Linked DNA regions of Xenopus laevis: region 2 is linked to region 1. Evidence: chromatin contacts called from public Hi-C data. All regions are on one chromosome and are shown on one strand. Each heading gives the region's core, a stretch centred on a gene start, on an enhancer-like site or on the middle of the called end of the contact. The rest is flanking DNA. Distances are from core to core; before and after follow the strand shown.

Region 1 (6,882 bases), core at 1,339-3,838:
GAAATTGTTGTGTCACAATTAGATTGCTACATAGTAAATTGGGTAAATATGTCTGTGAAGGTTCTCATTCATGCAGGTCATGCTATATCTATAGTAATAAGTCAAATCAACTGGACTTGCTGTGTTTTTCCTTTTTATTTGTAGACATTTCGCTAGTCATCTGACAGAATCTGAATTCAAATCAGAATCAGAATTCTGATCCAGAGGAAACGGAACAGCCCCCACAGTAGATTTCCTTTTTCTCTTTAATAATTAAACATCAGTAGCTTGTACTTGATCCCAACTAAGATATAATTAATCCTTATTGAAAGCAAAAAGCAGCCTATTTGGGTTTATTTAATGATTTTCTAGTAGACTTAAGATATGAAGATCCAATCTCTTAAAAATCTCGTCAGAACGCGGGCCGCATCTGTCTGTCTGTAATCCATAAATTATGATCTGATTGTTGGGCCCTAGGGCCCACGATTGGATCAGCCCGATATCGCCCACCTCAATGTGGGCATATTGTGGAGAGATCCGCTCATTTGGCTAAATCACCAAACAAGCAGATCTCTATGTGAATGGCCACCTTAAGTCTAATGGCAGGCAACAATCTGTGGGTTCTGGCAAATGTCAGAGGGGCTGCTGTAAGAAGTCGTAGACAGTCACTATTTATTGGGCCCCTGAGTACTTAAAAAGGCAGGAGCTATTTTAAATCTCAGTCTGGAGCTGCTTGGTACAAAAGCTTATTGAAGAAATAGTTAACCTCTGCTCAGAGCAGTTGGAGCCAGGTGAAGCAACAAGGAAGTTTGCACAGTATATCAGTATCAGTTTATTCTAAAATCATTGTATTTCCTTGTTCTTTATGTGGGAGGATTAGGGCATTTATATACTTGTGAATGAAAGTGGGAGTGTGTCACAATAGGTAAGTAGGTAGCAAGGTGTATATGTTTGTGTAGGTCTGGGTTAGTATGCTGATCTGCATGGGTGACGGTGGAGTTGCTGTATATTTATCTGTATTCTGATGGGTGGTGACTGTGCAGAGCTGTCAGTATGTTGATTTATGCTCATTCTGGTTTCAGCTCTTTATAAACATGTCTCTAAAAATCATATACAAGTGAGCAGTGGATCAGTGGAAAATGTGGTGAACCCTAGTTTCACTGTTTGATAAATATGCCCAGGTTATCTTAAAAAACATACATAATAATTTGTGATTACAGTCACCCTGCACCAGTGACCCAAAACTGTCCCAGGTATCCTTATCCTGACTGTCAGACTAGAGCCTGCAGCCACTGCTCTGCCCCAACAAAGGATCTAACCCTACCGCTTGGGAAGCATGGGATAGCCAGACGGGGAGTCCAATATCAGGTGTTAAGATGGCCATACATAAGGAAATCCGCTTGTCTGGCGACATTGCCAAACGAGCGGATCTTTCCCCGATATGCCCACCAACAGCAGGGCCATATTGGGGTAATCCGAACATCTGGCCCTAGGGCCGAACGATCGGATTACAACGAAGAGCAATGAGCTCCGACGGGTCGGTTGGTGGAAAAATGAAACCTTCCCGATCAATATTGTGACCAGATATATCGATTTGGAAGACCCGTGGGAAGCCCCCATACATGGGCAGATAAATTGGTCTAAAGGACCAATATCGGCCGCTTTATCTGCCCGTGTATGGCCACCTTAACTGTGCCCCTTGTGGAATTTGTGCTTAATATTCCCAAACAATATGAGATAAACAAGGCACCTGTCATATAAGGCACTGGCAAACAAGGAGATGTGTTACCCGCAGTATATCTGTACGACAACTGAAAAAACTCCTGAAAACATATTACTTGATGCAATCCTGCTTAAAGGGGTAGTTCACCTTTAAGTTAAATTTTAGTATGTTATAGAATGCCCTATTCCTAGCAACCTTGAAATTTATTTTCATTGTTTATTTTTTTATAGTTTTAGACCCTGGCAGACAAAAACTATTGCTGTGTGAGGCTACAACAGGGTCGGACTGGGCCAGTGGGGCACCGGGAAATTTCCCCGCTCTGGGTGCTGCACCCTTACCCCCCAGCCCTGATAGTGGCCTCAACAAGATGAAATGAAGGAGGGAGAAGGGGGCCCGGGGGGCAGTGGGCCCCAGACCCCCCAGTCCGACCCTGGGCTACAATTTTACTGTTATTGTTACTTTGTATTATCTTTCTGTGCAGACCCTTTTCTATTCATATTCCTGTCTCTTGTTCAAACCACTGCCTGGTTGCTAGGGTTAACTGTAAACCATAACAAATAAAAAATGATCACCAATTGCAAATTGCCTGAGGATATCATTGTGTATATCATAGCACAATTTAAGTTATAGGCAAACTACATCATTAATCACAGGAAAATGCTTTTTTTCCCTATTTCCCCCAATTAAGCCAAATAGCCGCAAGTCTGCTGCTGAAAATGGAAGTAGCTACAAGTTTTGTATTTAGTCCCGCAACATTTAAATGACCCGTATTGAGGAATGTTACAAAGCCATAAGCAGTGAAGTGTAGAACTGTACTCATGCTGTAATGTTATGGGCCAGAAGGAACAAAAGCCGTGTCCCATGTGAAGGCCTGTACAAAACAAAGGAGTTACAAACACTGACAGGGAGAAAAACAAAGCTGAAACGCATGACTCATTGCTAAGAATACATTGCACCCCAGACTTGAGCAAAGTTACAGGTACAAAGAAGTACAAGAGACAGACTCCAGTGCAGACCAGTTGACTTGCTATACCTGGCGCCAGAAAACCGCAGCACACTGACGGGGAGTCACAATATTTCCATTTGTCATTGCTATGGAAAAATATGTCATTGTATGAGCAGGTCTAGTGTAGAGTTAGTGACAATAGCGTAACTAGATATTACACAGAAAATCCTTTTTCAGGCCCCCAAAATGTCTAGATGTTTTACCAATATTTACTGAAATTGTATACAAATTAGGGCCTCATGGGGCCCCTAAACCTCCTGGCCCCCCTGCAGCCGCAGGGTCTGCTTACTCTGTAGTTACGCCCCTGGTTGGTAACCTGCAGCCCTTCTAGTACTGTATAACTACAAACCCCACTACCACCTGGCAGCCCCTTTGGTTCATCCCAGTTTTATTGCACAGGTATGGGACCTGTTATCCTGAATGTTCGGGAGCTGGAGTTTTCCTGATAAGGGGTCTTTCCATAATTTGGATCCAAGTCTGCTAAAAAAAATCATTTAAACATTAAATAACTACACAGTCTCACTCGCTTGTAAGTGCTGATCTAAACATTCTTGGAGAGCAGTCAAATTAATAGCAACTTGGCTTTATTGAAGCACGCATAATAATTGTAACTCAGCAATGGGTGTGCAGACTAGCGCGTTTTATGCCTATACCTTGAGCACTTCCTCAGAGTAAATCAAATAGGATTGTTTTGCCTTCAATAAAGGTTAATTATATCTTAGTCTGGATCAAGTACAGGTTTGGACTGGGGGGCCCACTGGGGCCGCTGCCTCAAGGCCCCCTCCGGCCCCCCGTCGCCGTCGACATGAAAAGGAACTGTGCCGCCTCTTCACTTGCTCATTTCCCTGAATTTTTAATTATTTTCCCTGACTGTAGAAAGTCAACCCAACTGACCAGCACCTGTCGCTGTTGTTATATAACACTTTCAGCCGTTTAGGTTGTAATGTTTCTAGGTCATAAAACAAAATGTAAAGAATAAAGCGAAATACAAAACAGGAAACACAATATGAAACATGACGCAAAACCTGAAACAAAACACAAAACATAACAAAATGTGAAACATAACATTTTTAACATTATCATAATAAATGAAGCAGGGATCACAGAATACTGGGAGAATTTTTAAACAACATTCTTGCATCCCTTAGCACTCCTGCATCTCTAGGGTAAGTATGAACCCCTCTATGTATAGATTGGGGGTTATTGTCTATAGTAGGGAGAAAAACAAATATTGTACATAGATACCACTGTAATATTAAATGACTAGTTATGCTTAGGGTCAGGGCACACAGTCAAATTAGGGGATATTAGTCGCCCGGCAACAAATATCTTCTTCTTCGGGCGACTAATCTCTCTGAACTGCCTCTCCTGCCTTCCCACTGGCTAAAATGTAAATCGCCGGTGCGAAGGAAGGGAGGCAGTTTGGGGAGATTAGTCCCCCCGAAGAAGAGAAGATTTGTCGCCAGGCGACTGATCTCCCCGAATCTGCCTTGTGCCCTGACCTTAAAGAAAAGAAAGAATTAAGAAATAAGGGGTTTTCATATTGCAAAAACAATTGCATGTAGGACAAGTTGTCCATAGTGTTCATAGCAAAAGTGTCAGGGAAACTTAGGACATAAAACAAAGCAAAATGTACACCAATTATGATTTTTCTATTCATTTCAGATCTATAAATTGCTAATCTGATGAATTTTGTAACAACAGCATCACCCAGTGGTCTGTTCTTCCAACTGTACAGACAAAGAGAATATGTTCAGAAGGAAGACTTTATTTGAGGTTGTTCTGCTTGAGAAAGAGATCGAAAATCTCAGAGGGCTTTTCTGGCTATAAGAAGTGGTAGTTTGAAGGAACAGTAACACACATAAATGATAGTGTATTCAATTAATGAAAATATAATGTAGTGTTGCCTTGAAAAAGTGGGGTGTTTGCTTCAGAATATTTTCTATAGTTTATATAAACAAGCTGCTGTGTAGTCATGGGGGCAGTCATTCAAAGCTGATAAAGGAGAAAAGGTACAGGATACACAGCAGATAACAGATAAGCTCTGTAGTATACAATGGGATTCTTCAGAATGTATCTGATAACTACCATGTATCCCCCCCCCCATGGATACACAACCCTGTAGGCAACTATACCATTTTTATTAATGTTTCAGTGTAGTATTCATAACTGGTGATGGGTATGAATCCTTTTGAAAGGCACCGTGTATAACCTATTTAATCCAAAATGGAAAATAAACGGAAGAGAAACTGTATTTATAAAAGTGATCCAGTCTCTTTGTAATTGAAGTAAGACTAACCACATGGGAGGTTGTGTGTTGGGCCTTGGACCAGCCATCAGAGCAACTAATGTCTAATCAGGATGAGTTGATACAGCAAAATACAGCAACAGTGGTACTTGGAGAAATCCCTTGTGGGCCCGGTGTGTAACAGGTATTCTCTTACGGATCCTATATGATAACTATATATCTAATATGGGATGGGATCCGTTATCCAGAAACCTGGATTCATTTCATTCAAATAATCCAGATTTTTTTAAAAAAATTATGTTATTTTTCTACAGTACCTTGTACTTGATCCCAACTAAGATATCATGAATCCTTATTGGAAGCAAAAAACAGCCTATTGGGTTTATTTAACCCCCAGGTCCCAAGTATTCTGGATAGTAGGGTTTATTTCATGTTTACATGACTGTCTAGTAGACTTAAGGTATGGAGATCCAAATTATGGAAAAATTTTGTAAGACGCACCGGGAGATCAGCGCCTTCCCTTACCTTTCGGCGCATCCATTTTCAGGTCCCACTGCGCATGCGCATCTGATGCACGGACTCGGTCGTCGCAGGTGTCCAACGTCCGCGAACGTCATGGAGAGTCATGACGTCATCATGCGGCATCTCTGCTTAAAAGAGAGCTGGCTTCTGTTTACAGATCCTGCATAAGCGTTATACTGTGTTTGAATTCCTGTTGTTTTTACTCCTGCCTGATTTTTGACTCCTGCCGCATGCCTTGAACCTTTTCGCCTGATCTTCGACTACTCCTCGCTTAATCCTTGCCGGTACCTCATTTAGGACTTGTTACTATTTACGCACTACTCCTTGTAGATTCCGCAGCAGAAAGCCTGGGGGGTGAGGGCGTTGGGGAACACCGGAATCCACAGGGGTGCCCTGTGCATCTGAGTATACTCATGGCTTCTAAGCTTCCCATCTGACAAGTATGTTACAGATTTGTTATCGGAAAACCCCAGGTCCTGAACATTCTGGAAAACAGGTCCCATACCTGTATCTAAAATTGCCCATATTTTGAAAACAAAAAATTATGTAACTTGCAAAAGTGCTTAGAACACTCAGAATTTTACATGGAGCTATTTTCAGGGTTTACATATCCTTTTTCATTCACAGCAATCAAAAGTGTTTGGATGCTGGTGAAACACTTCTCAAAGGTCAACAAAGCATTAAAGAGTGTGAAACTCTCTAATAAAATTAGTGGATAACGATAGAGGTTTAAGGATATAGAGCTGTTAAACAGAAAAGTCTATTAAGAGAGCTTTTAGCATGTAGGTGGCTTTGTGAGGAAGTTTAGGAAGTTGTCATTTCCTTCCAAACAGCTTGATTCCCGCTTTGTGACTTTTCTAATAAAAGAGCTGACTGCCCACACGTAGGGTTGCCACTTTTTTGGGGGAAAACATTCCTTTCTGTGTTATCTTTCTTCACTAGTTATAGTATTGGTGAAATCCAACCTACTCCTGTGTCTGGTGATTTATTCCTTTCCAGAACATGTGGGTTCAACACAGACAGAGGGTGAAATTTGTATTTGGGTTGGCTAATTAAAGTCATTGTCTACACAGATTCTGTTATGATTTACCAGAGCCAGGTATGGGACCTGTTATCCAGAATGCTTGGGAGCAGGGGTGTTCTGGATAAGAATTCCCCTTGAGAAAGGCTTTACGCTGAAATGTTGGGGTAATTCCCATTCTCTGGCAAGGGTGTCTGCTTCCTTGTATTTCTTGTTATTCTGGTTACGATTTGGTTGTATGTATTCAAACATTACTATTGATTTGACATTTTTTATGTACAATTCATTGTATAGACCACATTGTTTGTATTACTAATGAATTCTCTATAAAGAGATTTATTTTATAATACCACCTGAGTTGGTATATTCAGTGAAACCTTGAT
Region 2 (7,596 bases), core at 4,482-6,981, 63 kb before region 1:
CAATGGTACAGATTTGTTTGATTTGTAAGTATACAAATAACAGTATATATACAGTTATATGGCAGTATACTTCTTTACTGAACATTTATTGCAACATAAAAGTTATTTAGAACATTGCCACCCAACAGTTTCCATATAGCAGGCCAATGATTCGCTCCAGTACAAAGGCAAGATCAACATCATTTGCTTATGATTGTCAATAGAGCTCTTGAAAAGTCTGGGGGCTAGAAAAGACTCTTGAAAGGCTAGACTTGGCCCATGGGCATCCAGCTCGAAAACACTGATTTAGGAACTACTGCTTGGGTATAAGGTCAACTGCAACAGGTTGATAATCATCAGTGAAACCTTCCAAATTTACCTGAAGGGATACTGCTATCAACATAAAAAGGGTTTTTATTTCTCTACAGGTAAAGGGGTTGATTAATTCAAATTCTTGGGACCTGGGACTTTCCTATACGTAATTTGATTCATAAAAAGTCTAATTTTATATGACATCAAACGCACATCAGCCTGTGACTTCATTATTGCTGGATGATCTAAATGAATTCCTGTTCAACTGAATTCCTCCCCAGCGCAGGACATAGAGAAGAAGGAACCATGCCCCCACCCCCCCTCTGGAATTGAGGGGGAAAATTCAGGGTAGGGGTACCACCCGGCTTGTAAAAAATTCAAACTTAATACCAAAGTTATTGATTGTAAAGAAAAGTCACAGAAATAGGGAGGGGCAAAAATAATAAGAATGGCATTGTAACAGTTTCTTGAAATAGCTCCATCTATAATATACTATTTTAATGTAAAAGCAAACTTCCTTATATACATTTAAAAAACATAGAAACTAAAGGCTAATGCAAAACTATGCAGGTTGCTTAACAATAAAACCATCTTCCCCGTACCGTCTTGGGGTCTTGCGATCAAAATAAAATAATAAATATCCTCCTGACGCTAGAGACATTGTGGTCTTTTGTGAAAGTCTTGTCTATACAGTAGGGCTGGCAAATCCAGCTTCTGGCCCTTAAACGAATAGACTTTCTCCACCCTGCACCTTTTGTGACATCACTTCTGCTTGGGGTGGATGAAGGTCTATAAATAGAGGGGGAAGAGAGGGCCGGGTGTTGATTGGGAGGGGGTGGGTTAGTGTTGGGTGGGAGTTGAGAATTTCTTACCACTACTGTTTACACCAGTGATCCCCAACCAGTAGCTCGTGAGCAACATGTTGCTCCCCAACCCCTTGGATGTTGCTCCCAGTGGCCTTAAAGCAGCTGCTTATTTTTGAATTTTAGTCTTGGAGGCAAGTTTTGGTTGCAGATAAATCATCTGTACTGCCACAAACTCCTGTAGGCTGCCAATCTATATAGGGGCTATCCAACAGCCAATCACAACCCTTATTTGGCAGTGCACCCTTAGGAACTTATGCTTGTGTTGCTCCCCAACTCTTTTGACATCTGAATGTTGCTCACGGGTGAAAAAGGTTGGGGACCCATGGTTTACACCATAATAAGGGTTCCAGAATTCAGTTCGGGATTTGGCAAGGATTGGGCCTTTTACATCAGGATTCGGATTCGGCCAAATCCTTCTGCCCAGCCGAACTGAATCCAAATCCTAATTTGCATATGTAAATTAGGGGTGGGGAGGCAAATTGCGTGACTTTTTGTCACAAAACAAGGAAGTAAAAAATATTTTCCCCTTCCCACCCATAATTTGCATATGTTAATTAGGGTTCGGATTTGGTACAGTATTCGTCCGAATCTTTCGCGAAGGATTTGGGGTTCGGTGCATCCCTTATTGCAAACAAAATGTAATATGCAGGGCTGCCTTTGTAAATCGTGGGGACCCACAAGTCCACCTGACCAAACACACCAGGCATGTTCCATTACACCCAAAAATGTGTCTGGTCTGTCCTTAACCCTTTCAATATCTCAACAATCCCTCTGACTAGACTCCCATATGTACTCATCTATTGGGGCCCTGATGATATGCGACTCATATTTATTGTGTAAAGATAAACCTTGCTTCACAATCTTTCAACACATTCGGCATCTGCACATTTCACCTTATATTTAGTTACAAAATTATGATCATGAAATTGATAAGCCACCATATGACGTCAAGGTAAAACCCATATGGCGGTCCCTAACTTTTTAACTCTGGTCATAATACTCAATTGCTAAAGCCTCCTGCTCCCAGCATAAAAGCATTACCTGAAATAAAGGTCTCCCAACCTGAGCATTGGTTTCAATCATAGGGCTTAGTCCTCCCCTGCCATAAGCTTTCAAAGGGGAGAGATAACCTAGACCCCAGCATTGGTTCCATGAGATTAATCCTCCCCCGCTTGCGGCTTTTAATAGAGAGAGAAACTGCCCAGACCAACACCCATTTCCAAAGGAATTGTTCCACCATTTGAAGGGATGGGTATGGGGGTGCTACAACCACATGGAAGCCAGGCCTGCAGCATAACTGGTAAACTTCCAAACAGAATCGATCGGCTACAATACAAAATGCAAAAAGGAAAAAGGTGGTGGAGCACTGTATGGCTAAATACTTAGTATTAAGCCATGGAGTGCTTCCACAACCTTTTCCTTTTTGCATTTTATCAGTTAGTTACCCAACATTTTGTAGGTAAGCTCTTTGTGGGAAGTGACCGCTTTTGGTTAATATAAGTGCAGTAAAAATGAACAGCACTGCTTATGTAACATATTTATTATTTTTTTGTACTTTAACCGTGCCTTTTAATTGCTAATATTGTATTGTATTATAAAGTGTACCCCTAGAGGTCAGCAAAGCACCTTTAAACAGACAAAAGCATAGCAATTTAGATATGGAATAAATTACAGAGGGATCCCTTGAAAAAGTATTCTCGGTGGCATGATAGCGCAGAATCCCAGTTGTCTTCAAACCTTCAATATACAGAAAAAGCAGAATATCTTGAATATATTTATTATTCTGCGCACAAAAACTGAAGGGGAAATAAATAGGACATTAGATAAAGGGTAAAAGGCAGAGCAGTGTTCATGGCACATGTGTCTCTTACTCTGGGAAAACATGGTTTTGATTCTCATGTGAATTACTTAGAGCTTTGGGCATGGCACTTAATGTTCCAGTATCTCGAGCCTCTGAATTATAGACTGTCAGAATCAGCCTGTCTGAAATATTCTCTGTGTATAAAATAGCAGCATTTTATCAGGATGAAGCAAGTAACAACTGGGATTCTGTTTATGAAATTCAGGATTCTTGCATCATCTCCATGGAACAAATGGGATTCTAATGAGCAAGGTCATCTATAACATTCTTGTAGAATCTTCAGTTGTGTGATTGATAATTCTCAATCTATCAGGATTTCAGGATTATCTATCTAATCCCCTGATTTCCCATAAATGCACCAAATGCCTGGACAATATAGTTGAAATTATGGAAACCACCCAACCAAATCTGGGCATGTATGGCTACTGGTGTAACTATAGAAGGGTGAGGCCTGGAACTAAATTCCCCCTCCCCAGTTGCTTTCCTATCTGCAGGTGGGGAGCTGGGGACATGGGCAGTGGGCCGTGTAGGAGTCGCTGTTCGCCGGCCCCTCTGAAAACTTTTAGGCAGCTGGGCCCAGTGCCAACTAGTTTAGCTACTGACTAGCCTTAACCATTATAAGTGGTTCAAATGCACAAACAGACAGCAAGCTTGGTTCTAAAATTGTCTGTTCCAAATTGGGTGCCAGTGAAGTAATGCAGGAAATTTTATTTTTTTAAATAATCTAGTGTTATTTTTATTTCTATAGTGGAGGAAAGCCTATCACCATAGTATCATAGTACACACATGTGGATCTAATTCAAATCAATTGAGGTGGGCGATAGAGCGGATCTGCTTCTCTCAGCCTGAAACAAATATGGAGCAGTGGAGCCAATAAGCCCTTGCCCTTACCTTGCTTATAACACAACCCACTGACCAACAACTAGGGGCAGCAAGACATGGTTCCCACAGGAAAGTGTGACTTAGGCAGCTCTGTGTTGTGTTCGATTGTTACTACCAAAGTTAATGTGTTATATCTATAATATATATTATTTCATCCTTGATAAAGGCCCCAATGTGGGCCAAAACGGTGGATGCACAAGTGATGATTGAATAAAAATTCACGTATTTAAGGAAATCGGTGTGCTGTTCCACTTTGAAGTTGATATATAAATATTTATATATATCTTTGGAAATCCCAGAAGACACTTGTGAGTACAGCACATGGTGGTTGTTATTGCACAAAAACACTCTCCTCCATGCCACAGCAGAAGAAAGATCATGCCCACTGATGCCTGTATGCCTGTCTTTTAAAGAGGTACTTGCTTTTGTGTGTCCTATAAAGACCTTTACTGGCTGACCTGTATGTTACTCATAGGCTGAATGGATGGATACTATGCACATGTATGGCCACTTTTCTATTGCTTTCTGTGTTTGGCCAACTGCCTTGAACGATGGGTGCAGATAAACTAGCGGAGACACCGATAATCATCGCAAAGGTAATTATCCATTGTCCCGTAATATCGTCTTCTAGGATACAGGGAGCCAGTTCCGTCAGTACTCAGTATCCCTATGGAGGTGCCCATGCAACTGTCACTCATTAACAGATAAAGGATGATTCTGTCTTATCTTTTAATCTTTAGTAAGTGTTTCAGTGTAAACAATCATGGGGATTCATTTAACCAGATAGCGAATTATCCAGACAGATAAGAGCTTGTAATAAAATTCCATTAAATACAGTGAACAAAGACACAATGGCTTTCACTCAGTCCTGATAGTCTGTATGTCCCTTTGTAGGTTTAATATGACAATGTACAACTTGGTAATATTTTCCTACCAATAGCAAGCATATTTATCAAAAAGGGGGAAGAAAGAGCTCACACATTCATTAAATAATTCCTTTTATAGAGGCCTGTGATATTTTGCTCCAGCAAACTACAGTGAGCAATCTTTTCCCTTTGGAAATACACATTTAGTTCATATTGATGGGCAAACCCATGCTACTGCCCCCCATCACTTTCCATTGAGGGTTCACAAGACACCTGAATTTTCGATTGAGCGAGTAGTAGGTTCTGATCAAATTACCATTCAATTTTAGGGAAAGCAACTGGGAAGAATAGCTGATTTTTTTGTGAGGTAGTTGTCAAAACACTGACTGTGCCATATACAAATATTTAGAATTATTGGCTGACCCAGATATGTTCTTCAATATAGATTTAACGACCAATCAGTTTGCTGTATGCATGCTTGTATACTGCTGTTTGGCCATACACATCACAACAGTCGTACTTTTGGTGATTGCAACAAACCTGCACCCCTAAACAGTTTGTCTGATTACTGATACTGACAGGGGAACAGGTTATTCGAAGGAGGATGAGGACACACCTCTTTAATGACCAATGGTGCAATGGTGCCCAATATTGCATCAGTCACCTAATACACATGGATATCCTTTATTTTATATCCGCAGATTTAACCAAATATGCAACCAGTGTGACTCAACAGACCCATCTATCTGGAAAGGAAAAAGTGGGTGATTAGCTTCCATATAAGGATCATGTCCACTTAAAAGTAGACAGTCCAGCCAGATATTGCTACAGATAAATTCAGTAGTCCAATAATCCAGTGGGACAGATGATCAGATATCCTGCAACTCAGCATGTGTGACCTGCCAGGCCTTTACTCTTGTTCTCTTGGCAGGAACTATAGCTAAGCCTGGTGGGCTGCTGTACACATATCCAGCATGCTAATACCGTTTGTAAGGAACACACACAGAGTCTTTTTCTTTTTCCTTTGCCTGAGGTGAGGGTTTTCACGTCCATCCCTAGATCCAGGGAAGATCCAGGTGTGAAATATACCAGCTACCAATTAGGCTCCTTTCTTTTCAGACATTGTATTTTATTTCAGGAAGAACATAAACAATTAGCACCTTCGCTGTGTGTTTGCTGTTTAATAGCTAAAATGTGGAAATAAGGCTTCAGAGGAAGTCGTTTTACATTTCAATATTAAAGTGAATGTGTAAAAACTGAAAGATGAACTCAGAGGGGTGGAAGGACGATGTGGCCCCTTCTGTATTGTTTTTATACAGTCTGCAGAATATCATTTTCAAAGTACAAAGTACAAGGAAATGGCATAATTCTTACCCAGAATTCCAGCATAACTTTGGCTGGCACGATCCGGCAAATATTTTTTGTGCAAGATAATAAAGAGACAAACTGATGGCAGATGGAGGCAACTTGGGGTGCCTGGGGTGCGTCCTGGGTATGTACTCATACTCCTATCAATTGTATGTGATTCAGTTGGCGCAACGTCAAGCTATAATAGGTGGAACACACAAAGAGAGCCCTGTTTTTGTGGTAGGTACCATTGTGCCAGAACATGATACTTTTTGTGCCTTATGCACCAGTAGGCACAACTCATAAACCAGCAAACAGCACTTGAAAATGTTGGCTTGTGTTGTGTGTGCCATTTTGATGGGCACACTTAGCAATCATTAATATTTATACATGGTGTATTAATGGGACATTAATTGAATATTATACAGTGTGACCACACTCACACACCCCAGTGGGCCAAACTGCTCAGATTGCACTGATCCAACTGAAACTTTATGCCAGTCAGGGTTTGCTGAAAGCTACAAACACGTGCCAGTGTGGGTCATTGCCAGACTGCTCTTCCATTTTGAGCAACCAACTCAGCTTCTTGCAATTTGAGAGTGAGATTGTTCAAAGAACTGCAGGAGTGTTGATAGGAGCTGCAACATCTGTGAGTGCCAAAAGGAACCCTAATATTAACTTCTTCGTCACTCGCAGTCAGATAAGGAGCAGCTGCAGCATGTCACTGCACACCTCACATTCTCACATTCTCAAGTGATAACAGTGCCAAGCACGGCTTTACATTCTGTGCCCTCCCCATAACTGTTTGGGTGCAAGAAATGTGCAACTAACAATAAACCAGGGTGTTGCTCCCAAGTTCTGCATCAGACACAGGCAGACATTGCACCCTCTCTTTTTTGATTTGACCCAAGTCTTGGCACCCACATAAAGTGCAATTTGCAGTAATATTATCTATAACTCCCAAATCCCCCCATATGTCCAATGCTTCCCATTTCAGCTGCGCCTACAACCACCCATGTGTCCATACCCTGTTACCCATTATTCCTAAATGACTGGGGTACAGGTTAAGCATATGGACGTGCAATAGCAACATCCATGTGTCTTTTGCAGTCAGATCGACAATTATGGGCTGATTTATCAAGGGTTGAGTTTCTAAAAACTCCCATAAACTCGAAATTCGGAAAAAACCAACCAATTTAAATTTATAAAAAAAAGATAATTTTTAAATTTGGGTAAATAGGATCTACCTGCAAACTCGAATCGAATTCAATTCAAGTTATTTAAAAAAATATATATTTTCAAAAGTCCACCAAACAACTCCAAATTGATTGTAGGAGGTCCCCCATAGGCTGAAACACAAATTTGGCAGGTATTGGATGGCGAATAGTCAAATTTGAAGTAAATGATACATTTCACAATTCAAATTTTGAATTTTTTTTTAAACTCAAATCGAATTTGGACTATTCCCTAGTCGAATTACACT

Evidence for each region. A called contact is a pair of places that touch in the nucleus more often than the background predicts.
Region 2: a contact with region 1 is called in a Hi-C map of the XL177 cell line, with 4 times the contacts expected there. The contact joins two enhancer-like sites. A contact is called at or near these places in 3 of 4 Hi-C or Micro-C datasets (the XL177 cell line, the XTC cell line and animal cap).

The regions. Positions count from the first base shown.
Region 1 is chr8L:108,529,462-108,536,343 of Xenopus_laevis_v10.1, reverse strand. No RefSeq gene overlaps it. Among protein-coding and RNA genes, the nearest start is that of spint1.L, 39 kb to the right of the region's middle. Within about 2 kb of position 2,588, at least 1 of the 7 cell types and tissues checked has an H3K27ac peak or open chromatin away from gene starts, as enhancers often do. A contact at or near this core is called in animal cap, where this site is marked.
Region 2 is chr8L:108,595,221-108,602,816 of Xenopus_laevis_v10.1, reverse strand. No RefSeq gene overlaps it. Among protein-coding and RNA genes, the nearest start is that of LOC503674, 6.8 kb to the right of the region's middle. Within about 2 kb of position 5,731, at least 2 of the 7 cell types and tissues checked have an H3K27ac peak or open chromatin away from gene starts, as enhancers often do. A contact at or near this core is called in animal cap, where this site is marked.